Regions from separate parts of the Mus musculus genome. Here region 2 is linked to region 1. The links are chromatin contacts, called in public capture Hi-C maps. All regions are on one chromosome and are shown on one strand. Each heading gives the region's core, a stretch centred on a gene start, on an enhancer-like site or on the middle of the called end of the contact. The rest is flanking DNA. Distances are from core to core; before and after follow the strand shown. Region 1 has its middle 38 kb from the start of Mir6378. Region 2 has its middle 33 kb from the start of Gm38512.

Region 1 (4,985 bases), core at 985-3,484:
TCAAAAGGAAAATTCGATTCCACAGAACAGGAGCAGTGCCTCTGTCAACCATAAACATTCAATTTTCTTGTGTTTCCTTTTGGGGAGAAGAAAAGGTCCATCTTTCTATGAATCAGAAGTCCATAAAAATTTCACTGTATTTGCTCAAACTGTATGAGTAATGTCCCCCAGGACATTGACACAAATGAAAATGATCAGAAAGACTAAGCAGAAAGCCCTATTTGGAGCCAGGCATGGTGGCACTCACCTTTAATCTCAGTACTCGAGAGGCAGAGACAGATGGATTTCTGTGAGTTTTGAAGCCAGCCCACTCTACATACAGAGTTCCTGAACATATAAAGAGACTCTGTCTCAAAGAAAAGAAAAAGAAAACCTTATGTGAGTATAAGACATTATTTCCAATCACAGAATCTTCTCTTTAAATGGATTATGTTTGTTCGTAGCCACACATGGTAAGGCATTGAGACGGGAGATTATTTAGCTCAAGGTTGATTTGAGACTAGTTGAGGGTTCATTCAGGAACATAGCAAGAAAGGATCTGCTGTGCCAAAAAGAGTGGAGATAGAATTTGGATATAGGTAGTCTTGGTTCTCTCTCTCTCTCTGTCTCTCTGTTTCCCCTCTCTGTCTCTGTCTCTCCCTCTCTGGTATTGGTGCATATTCATGTATATCAGAAATCCATCTGTCTCTGCCTCTTGAGTACTGAGATAAACAGAAGGGTTCTGGTTTCTTCTGGAGAAATTGAGGGTGATCTGATACAATTGTGCCCCAGGGCTTCCATGTCCAGCTTGCCACAGACTTTTGTTATGGCAAAAATGGCTCAGCTATCGACTGGGTTTCCTTACCTTTCTCCTCTTCTCCTTTCTCTTTCTTGTCGTCTCAGTATTCTGAGGACGGGGGTTGGGGGGGAGGGAGGGCTACATTTGCCCCCTTGTGATTTCAAGTTCTGATGCAATCCAAGACTTAGATGTAGTCGTTTCCTCTGGCTGGCCAGAGCCCCATGGAAGCATGGACAAGACCTCACTTGCTTTGGAGCTAAGCTATGAGCAATCGTGACGAACCATGCACTGGTTTCTTCTGGAGAAACTGGTGGTGAGCCGAGACATGCATGGTCCTGAATGTACACTGTGTCTTTCCACCCTGCCTGTTCCATGGCTGTCCCATCCTCAATACTGCCTTTGGGCAGAGGAAGGAAAGAGTCCCCAAAGGCCATCAGCCTGGAGGCATTTGATAGAAAACACTGAAAAACTATCTATGGGGCTCTGGGGAGGTGTCTCGGTCGATAAAGCATGTAAAGGCAGTCGTGCTAGCCCAAAGCTGTAATCCCATTGTTCCAAGTGTGAGAATTCCAGAGGCAAGAGAATTCCTGGAAGTTCAAATGTCATCTGAAATATGCAATAACAAACAACTAAGAGAACCTGTTCCAAACGTGATGGAAACCTACACCCAAGGTGTCCTCTAACCCATACCAATGCCCTGCCAGGCACATTCCCATCTGATATACATGAATATGCACCAATACCAGAGAGGGAGAGACAGAGACAGAGAGGGGAAACAGAGAGACAGAGAGAGAGAGAACCAAGACTACCTATATCCAAATTCTATCTCCACTCTTTTTGGCACAGCAGATCCTTTCTTGCTATGTTCCTGAATGAACTGATCATTGGAAATCATATAACATCTTACCTGGCAGGCACATTGTGAGTACTCAATATCAATAGAGCATAATTGTTACAATAACCCTAGAACAACGTGACATTAGCTCCCGTTAAAAGGGAAAGGAGAGGGCTGGTGAGATGGCTCAGCAGGTAAGAGCACCCGACTGCTCTTCTGAAGGTCCGGAGTTCAAATCCCAGCAACCACATGGTGGCTCACAACCATCCGTAACAAGATCTGACTCCCTCTTCTGGAGTGTCTGAAGACAGCTACAGTGTACTTACATATAATAAATAATAAATCTTTAAAAAATAAAGGGAAAGGAGAAATGCACTTTTCACACACACACACTGCCCCCCCCATCCAAGAATAAATTAGAAATATTAGTCCCAGAGTCCTGGATCTGTATATCTTACAGCTCTGGGGTTAATATCCACTAAAATATGGGAGCAACTGGTTAATCAACATCTCCAAAATGTGGCAGCCCCTAAATAATGAGAGCGAGGTTCCATCTGATTCAAAGGCCTGTGTTCTTCCCACTCTGCACACTGTGCATTCCATTGTGGGTGGGGCCTGCAGGCTTCCCTGTGATTGTGATCCCGCCCAACTGGGGAATGTGTTTCTCTGGGTTCCTTCGAGCTCAGCTTCTATTCTGATGTAAGAATCTTGTTTCCTTTCCCAAAACTTAGAACTTTCACAGAGCAAGGCGATCACAAGCTGGCCGGAGCTATGATGAAGGGTAGTTTCATGAGGGGAGCTCATGTTGCCAGTTTTCTTTCAGATTTTTAAAAAGTACATGCAAACTGAAGATAGAGGCAGTAGGTATAGCCAACAGCTCAGCTTGAAGGGTTCGGGAGACTGTAAACATATACTTAGTCTAGGTCTAGAATTGGAGGAAGAGGAAAAAGGGGAGGAGGAGGTGGAGGAGGAGGAAGAGGAGGAGGAGGAGGAGGAGGAGGAGGAGGAGGAGGAGGAGGAGAGCAGCAACAGCCATCAAGGGAACATCCAGTCTTCCCTGGACAAGCCCCTGCCTTGCGCCATGATAGGTTTTCTTTTCGGGCTTGGGGCCAATGTGGGAGGTGAGAGGAAGGAGCAATCCCATTACATGACATCACAGAGCACTCTCCTGAAGATGAGTTATGGACATGGAGCCTGAAAATTTAGGAACCAAGTGGGCTCAGGCTGAACACCCACCTTAAACCCAAGAGACACAGATGATAGAAAGGATGAAAAATCTCCCTCTGCTAACCCAAGGGCTGAAGCCAAAACATTTTCATTTTAATGATTGTGTTCTCAGCATCTAGACAGCAAAGTCCTTACAAACACAACACTGCAGTCAAAGCCTCGTTCACCAACAAGTTTGGTCTTTGAAACAACTGCCCCATATGTGAGACAGGAATGGTTGACACTTGGAAACAAAGCCAAAAATTCCCCCTTCATCTCTCCCCAAAGCCACAACTTTAGAAAAATAATTGCGCCCCTCTAAAAGCCACTTTTTGATGAGCCTTGACTCTGAGTCCATATATCTTAGCCATTAATGTAAGCAAAGAATTGCTATTGACTTTATCTCCTCCTCCATCTGACACAAGCAGCCTTCTCTCTCATTACCAAAGGATCCCTGAATAGAAACATTTCTTCCCTGACCTTAGAAAATTCGAAATGTGCTGTCTGTCAGGTCCCAGTCTCACAGCAACTGTCCCCAGATTTGGGGTGTCCTACTTCCTGTTTTGTTGTTTGAAGATGGTCTACCTTCCTTCAAAGCTGATTAATCTCAGGGGCCTGGAGCGAAGGCCACGAGGCCATGGAGTATTCAGGCACCAAGAAACTTCAAGGCACAGAGTATTTGCAGTGCCCAAAATTAGAACACCCTCCTCCTCCTTTGATTTTTGACAGCCTATTTTTTTTTCCTGCTACAATTTAGTTCTTCCTCCTCTAACAACTTGAGTTAATTTCTGCTCAGAGTCACAAGTGAAGGAGCCAGGCTCTAACTGTGGACTGAGAAGGGTGGAGGAGCTAAAAGACGAGATGGGAGGCTGTGGCCACAGTGGTTTTTCCATAACTGAGGTGTGGAAGGTAAGATTGGAAGACGTAGAAGATGTGGGGGCTTCTCAGAGGTGAGCGTGGAAGATGCTTAGAGAACGAGCCAGAAGCCTCCCTTCCCGCGAAGACAATTTAGTGCACACAGTGATTTCTAGGACACACACACAGAGTCACCTTCCCACATGCACAATAAACTCCTTTAAATCATGCACAGACATTGTTTTGAAAATATTTTTTGTTAAAGTCTAGATAGGTTGTTTTAGAATTTTGTAGAGTTTGTGTATAGCTATGGTCTTATTCAGTGTGTTGAAGCTTCACCTACATGCGATGGGAAGTTGTTGACTCTTGTGTTGCGAGTATGAATAATCACAGGCCACACTTATCCTAAAGCTAATAAGGCTTAAATTGTTGTCTTCCTCTGTACGATACGTTCAAGGCTCTAGTACTGGCCTAGACCATGATCTGAGATAAGCTTGTTGCTTTGCTAACCATCCCAGGACAAAGTGAATTTCTGACTTTGCCTATGTCACAAAACAAAGATGGAGTACTCTCAACAGGAAGGTATGCTGCAGGACTTAGAGCTGGAAGTTCTGTGTGAAACAGAAAGGGAATTCAGGCAGAGATGTGTGGAGGAAGAAGTGTTTGTGAAGTTTTGCCAACACCACCATCACATCCTTAACGCTCTGAGACTGGGATGTGCATGCACTCGTTTCTGAGCACAGCAGATATTCCCTCATCAGCCACATCCATGAGTGTCTGATGGTTGTCTCCGGGCTTGAGGGCCAAATGCTCTGGAACTTGCATCTGAGATCGACAAGACTTTGTTTATTTCTTGGTGAGGAAAGACCATGAGGGTAATGCACACCAGGGAGAAACCCTGATCAGGGCACCGAGTGTGAGAAGCCTTGGTCAGTACACCAGACCCAGCTAACTCGAGCATCTCCACTCAAGAGATAGCATCTCTGGGAACATAAAAGAGCCTTAGTCAGCAGGCAGCAGCACACACCAGCACCAACACATGGGAGAGAAGCCCTGGCACCATGACCAGTGTGGGAAAGCTTTACCACCACTGCCTCTGTTTTAAAGAACATAAATAACTCAAGCTGGCGGGGAGGGTCCTGCTCCAGTCACTACTGTGGGAAAACCTGCTCCTGCAAATCTAAGCTTTTCAAATACAGAGACACTGGAGGGGGTCTTCTTTTATTTTGTTGTAGATGATAAAACAAAAATGCTAGAAACAAATCCCCATGATATGGTCATAACTCTGATGACAAACATTGCTCACTCAAC
Region 2 (4,855 bases), core at 2,225-4,724, 550 kb before region 1:
GTTCTTCTCATTGTGTCCTGGATTTCCTGGATGTTTTGGGTCAGGAGCTTTTTGCATTTTGCATTTGACTGTTGCGTCGATGTTTTCTTTGGTATCTTCTACGCCTGAGATTCTCTCTTCTATTTCTTGTAATCTGTTGGTGATGCTTGCATCTATGACTCCTGATCTCTTTCTTAGGTTTTCTAAGTTCAGGGTTGTCTCCCTTTGTGATTTCTTTATTGTTTCTATTTCCATTTTTAGATTCTGGATGGTTTTGTTCAAGTCCTTCACCTGTTTGGTTATGTTTTCCTGTAATTATTTAAAGGATCTTTGTGTTTCCTCTTTCAGGGCTTCTAGCTGTTTACCTGTGTTCTCCTATGTTTCTTTAAGGGAGTTATTTATGTCCTTCTTAAAGTCCTCTATTATCATCATGAGATGTGATTTTATATCAAAGTCTTGCTTTTCTGTGTTTTGGGGTATCCAGGGCTCACTGTGGTGGGAGAACTGGGTTCTGATGTTGCCAAGTAGCCTTGGTTTCTGTTGCTTATGTTCTTGCCCTTGCCTGTCATCATCTGGTTATCTCTGGTGTTAGCTGGTCTTGCTGTCTCTGACTGTGGCTTGTCCCTTCTGCTAGCCTGTGAGTCAGTACTCCTGTGAGACCAGTTCTTTCTGGGAGGAATTTGGGTATGGAGAGCTATGGCACTGGTTAGACCTGGGGTGCACATGAAAACCAGAATTATCCTGTCTCTGGCTCTTCCTTGGTTCCTGTGTCCTGATGGCTCTGCTAGGGTCCTTTTTGTGCCAGAAATATGAACAGAAGTAGTGGTCTTACCTGTACTCACAGGTGTGTTGGCACTCCTGGGAGACCAGCTCTTTCCCAGTGGTTTTGGGCATGGAAAACAGTGGCACAGGGTCAGTTCCAGACACAGACGGAAACTAGAAGGGTCCTGTCCCAGGCTGCTCCTCGGATCCTGTGTCCTGAGTGCTCTGGGCAATTCCCTCGGAGCAGAAGTGGTGGTGTTACCTGTACTCACAGGTGTGCCAGTACTCCCGGAAGACCAGCTCTCTCTTGGCAGTATTTGGGTATGGAACACTGTGGCACAGGATCAGCTCTGGGTACTGTGGTATAGGATCAGGTCTGGGTGTGGGTGGAATCTGGAAGCCTTCTATCCTTTTTCTATAAGGTTTTGCCTATTTTTGAAGCTACGACAAAATTCTTATAGATAGTAGAACAATAGGTTTTATTTCCTTTTTAAAATAATTTTTATTTGTCACTCATGAATTTCACATCATATACCAAATCCTATTCATCTCCCCTTCCCCTTGTATCCATCCTCCATCCTTGCAACCTCCTCTGACAAAGAACAAAAATCTCACTGGGGAAGCTGTAGTGTGTCACAATGTGTCCCACAGTACACCCTTTTGTCCATTCTTCTTTGCTTGCACACTTTCATTGCAATGACTTCTTGGTCTGGTACAAGGCCTCTGGATTCTTCTACTCTATCTGGGTCCTAACAGGGACTTCTCTCAGACATCCTGTTATTGTCCTGTGTCATGGAGATACTGCAGTTTTGAATCTGTGGGACTGAGCCCTCCATTCATTTCAACAGTTTAATTGGGTAGATATTGAAGTGGGCCAATCCAAAGCTCTGGATCTGAGCCTGAGAGGTATCTGAGCTGATCAGCCCAGTGGCTCTCCTGCTCTCACGCCCTCTGGACTGGCTCACCAGCAAGTCCTGCAACCAGGGCCAGCTCTTCCCAAGGTGTAGAGCCTACTCTCTCCAGTGTTGCAGCTGGAGAGAGATACGGACAGCTGTCCCACAGTCATGACCACTGGGCCAGCTCTCCCACCTGCCATAGATGCTGAGGGATGAGAGCGGGGAGGATAGCAGCTCTCCCTCAACTGGTACCACCACCCAGCAGACAAGAAACAGGACTGATTTTGCAATGCTCATACCCTCAGGATGGCTCACCCCTGCCATCAGAGCCAGCTCTACTGTGCTGCTCAGAAGTGGTACAAGGCCTGTTCCCCCAAGTGCTGCATCAGGTGAGGGGCAGGTCCAGCTCTCCTGCTCTTATGATTCCACCGGGCCAGCTCTCCTATCCACTGCTGGTGGCAAGGGCAGAATGGAGAGGCGGGGAATGCTTCCTGGACAATGACAACACCAACACACAGCAGACAAGAGGCAGAGCCAGCTCTCCCACACTTATGCCCTCAGGGTGGTGTGGCTCACCCACAACCTCCACATCCAGATTCAACTCTACTTGCTGCCCAGATGTGGTGCAGGGCTGGCTCTCCCAGGTGCCGCCGCTGATGACTGGCAGGGATAGCTCTCTTGCTCTTGTGACCCCAGGGACAGGTCTCCTACTTGTCACAGGCAATGAGGGGAAAAGGAGTGAGATGGTATCTTTCCCTCTTCCATGTGACTGCACAGGAGACAAGTGGTAGGGCCAGCTTTCCCATGCTTATATCCTTGGGGCCAGCTCACCCTCAACTCCAACAATGCACAGGGACCACTCGCCTGAGTACAGCAGCTGGCTGGGGTCAAGACCCCTGCTCTCATGCCGTGGGGTCAGCTCTCTCAGGATGACCAGGTGAGGGATGGGGCCCGTTCTGCACAGCCATCAGACATCAATATGCCCTCAGGTGGCAGAACACACCAGGGATGTCTGCTTGGTCTTTTGGGGTAACAGATTCCTGCTGCTGCAGGACCATAAACCCAGGCATGATTCCTGGTAGCAGCACAAGATGGGAGCCCACTGTACTCCCAGGTAGTATCACAGCTACCCCTCACTACTCTCAGGTCTCCAGTTTCGCCTCTCCTTATGGTGGCCACATCCTTCTGTTTCTTTCCCTTCTATGACACCACCACTTATTTGTTCCTCTCAATGGCTCGTGGGGACTCTGAGTGTCTGGGGTTGGCTCAGAAGTGTCCTCAGGAGTTCTGTACCATGCTTGGTCATTATGAAGCTAGGCAGGGCATGGTCTACCCTACCCTGCTTCCTGCCTGCAGGGCACCAGACTAGTAGTCATGCCAGGCTAGTTCCCTGTCGCTGACTGAGTAGGCCCTTTGTGGGGGTTGTCTTTCTCAGGTTCACTCCTGCCTGGGATCCGTGCGAGGGCCGGCCTGGCACCAGACTGGTTGCCATCTCAGACTCGCTTTGTTTTCAGGGAGTGTTAGGCTACCATTAGTCATTCAGACGCTCATAGGTCAGGTGAGCTTTTCAAATCTATCAAATTGAAGGCTGAGTTCTCTTCAACATTAATATCTCTTTACTAAATTTAGTTTTCTTTTCTTCTTTTTCCCCCTATTTTTTTTTTTTTTTTTTTTTAGATAGGATTTCTCTGTGTAGCTTTGGAACTCACTCTGTAGACCAGGCTGGCCTTGAACTCACAGATATCTTCCTGCCTCTGCCTTCTGAGTGCTAAGCTTAAAGGCATGTTCCACCACTGCCTAGCTTGATTTCTGTTTTTAAATTCCAGTTTGTCCTTGACACTCCCTCCATTCAATAGTGCCTTTGTTCCTTTGGCTGTCATCCTTGGCTTAGCGCTCACCTCTTTAAGTTCACAGAGATTCCCTGCCACTGCTCTGTCTTCTTTAACTCCTTGAAATTTTGGATCAAGTTGTTCTTTTAAATTCTGTGGGATAGGGTTCATCTAGGTTAACTCTCATTGGGACTAGAGTTTGGAGAAGGACATACTGTTTTGACATTTCATAGGTCTGTGCTTTATGATGGAACCTGTGCATATAGACTTCTTTTTTGGTTGTATGTCTGATGTGGGGTTCTAGCTTGCCCCAGGTTAGGATGATATAAACCAAAGCTGAGCCTGAGAATGTGAGGTAGTGCTTGGTTCTCTATTTCTTTGTGACAACCAAGGTTGCCTATTGGTTTTGAAGGTGGCGTTAAGGTAATAAATTTGTGCTGTAATTAGCCATATGTTACGAATTTTGGATATTTTGTTAAAACCAAAACAGGAAGGCGATATGACTCAGCTTTTCCTTTAGCTCCTGATATTCTTTATGCCTTTTTGTTTTGTTTTTGTTTTATATACTGATCTTAAGTTATTCAACCATACTAAATTTGTTAGTTCTAGTAGCTTTTTTTCCTAAAGCCTATCACAGTGAGGGTGCCCCCTTTTCTGTTTCTTGGCCCGTTATACTGCCATCTCTAGTTCAGAGTTGGCTGGAGGTAGTGATAGTGATTTTGTTCCTGATCTATAGGGGGAAATGGTCAACTTCTCATTATTACATGTGATGGAAACTCTGTATTCTCAGATGTTGTTGTATTGTGGACTGAACCTTCAGCTTCACACAACCTAAGCAAACACTCTGCCACTGAGCTAGATCCCAGCTCATCTTTTTGTAAATTATTTTTATCAATTTGAAACTTTCTGTTATTTTCAGTTCTCTGAGAGGTTATTTTTCCACCAATAGCACCCATTAGGTAGTTTTCAAATTATGTTGGAGGGTCATTTATTGAGATCATCATATGGTCTTCTTGTTTTTTAATGTAATCACTTATTGTAATTGACTTTGAATGGTAAACCAATCTCCTATTCATAGAATAACCCAACCCAGTTTGCCATGATATGTTAGCCGTTCTGTTTATATTGTTTCTATGTGCAAAATTGTATGAATAGTTAATTTATCATAATAAGGGAAATTGCTCTGTCATTTTCCTATCTTGCGATGATTTTATGTTTCAATACATTCTATACAACAGGCCAATACTAGCCTCAGATAATTAATACAGAAATATTAACTTCACTTCAATTTTCTAAAAAGAGTTTGAATAGAATTGATGTTACTTTTTACTTAAATGATGGGTAGAGTTCACCAGTGTAGTCTTCTAAGCCTGGAGATGTCAATGTGAC

What was found. Capture Hi-C pulls out chosen DNA fragments and counts their contacts.
Region 2: a contact with region 1 is called in a capture Hi-C map of embryonic stem cells, with 4 times the contacts expected there. The contact joins two enhancer-like sites. A contact is called at or near these places in 1 of 115 datasets of contacts at active chromatin or transcription factors (embryonic stem cells) and 1 of 9 other capture datasets (embryonic stem cells).

Annotation. Positions count from the first base shown.
Region 1 is chr3:34,882,585-34,887,569 of GRCm38.p6, reverse strand. No RefSeq gene overlaps it. Among named protein-coding and RNA genes, the nearest start is that of Mir6378, 38 kb to the left of the region's middle. Within about 2 kb of position 2,234, at least 12 of the 459 cell types and tissues checked have an H3K27ac peak or open chromatin away from gene starts, as enhancers often do. A contact at or near this core is called in embryonic stem cells, where this site is marked.
Region 2 is chr3:35,436,515-35,441,369 of GRCm38.p6, reverse strand. No RefSeq gene overlaps it. Among named protein-coding and RNA genes, the nearest start is that of Gm38512, 33 kb to the right of the region's middle. Within about 2 kb of position 3,474, at least 3 of the 459 cell types and tissues checked have an H3K27ac peak or open chromatin away from gene starts, as enhancers often do. A contact at or near this core is called in embryonic stem cells, where this site is marked.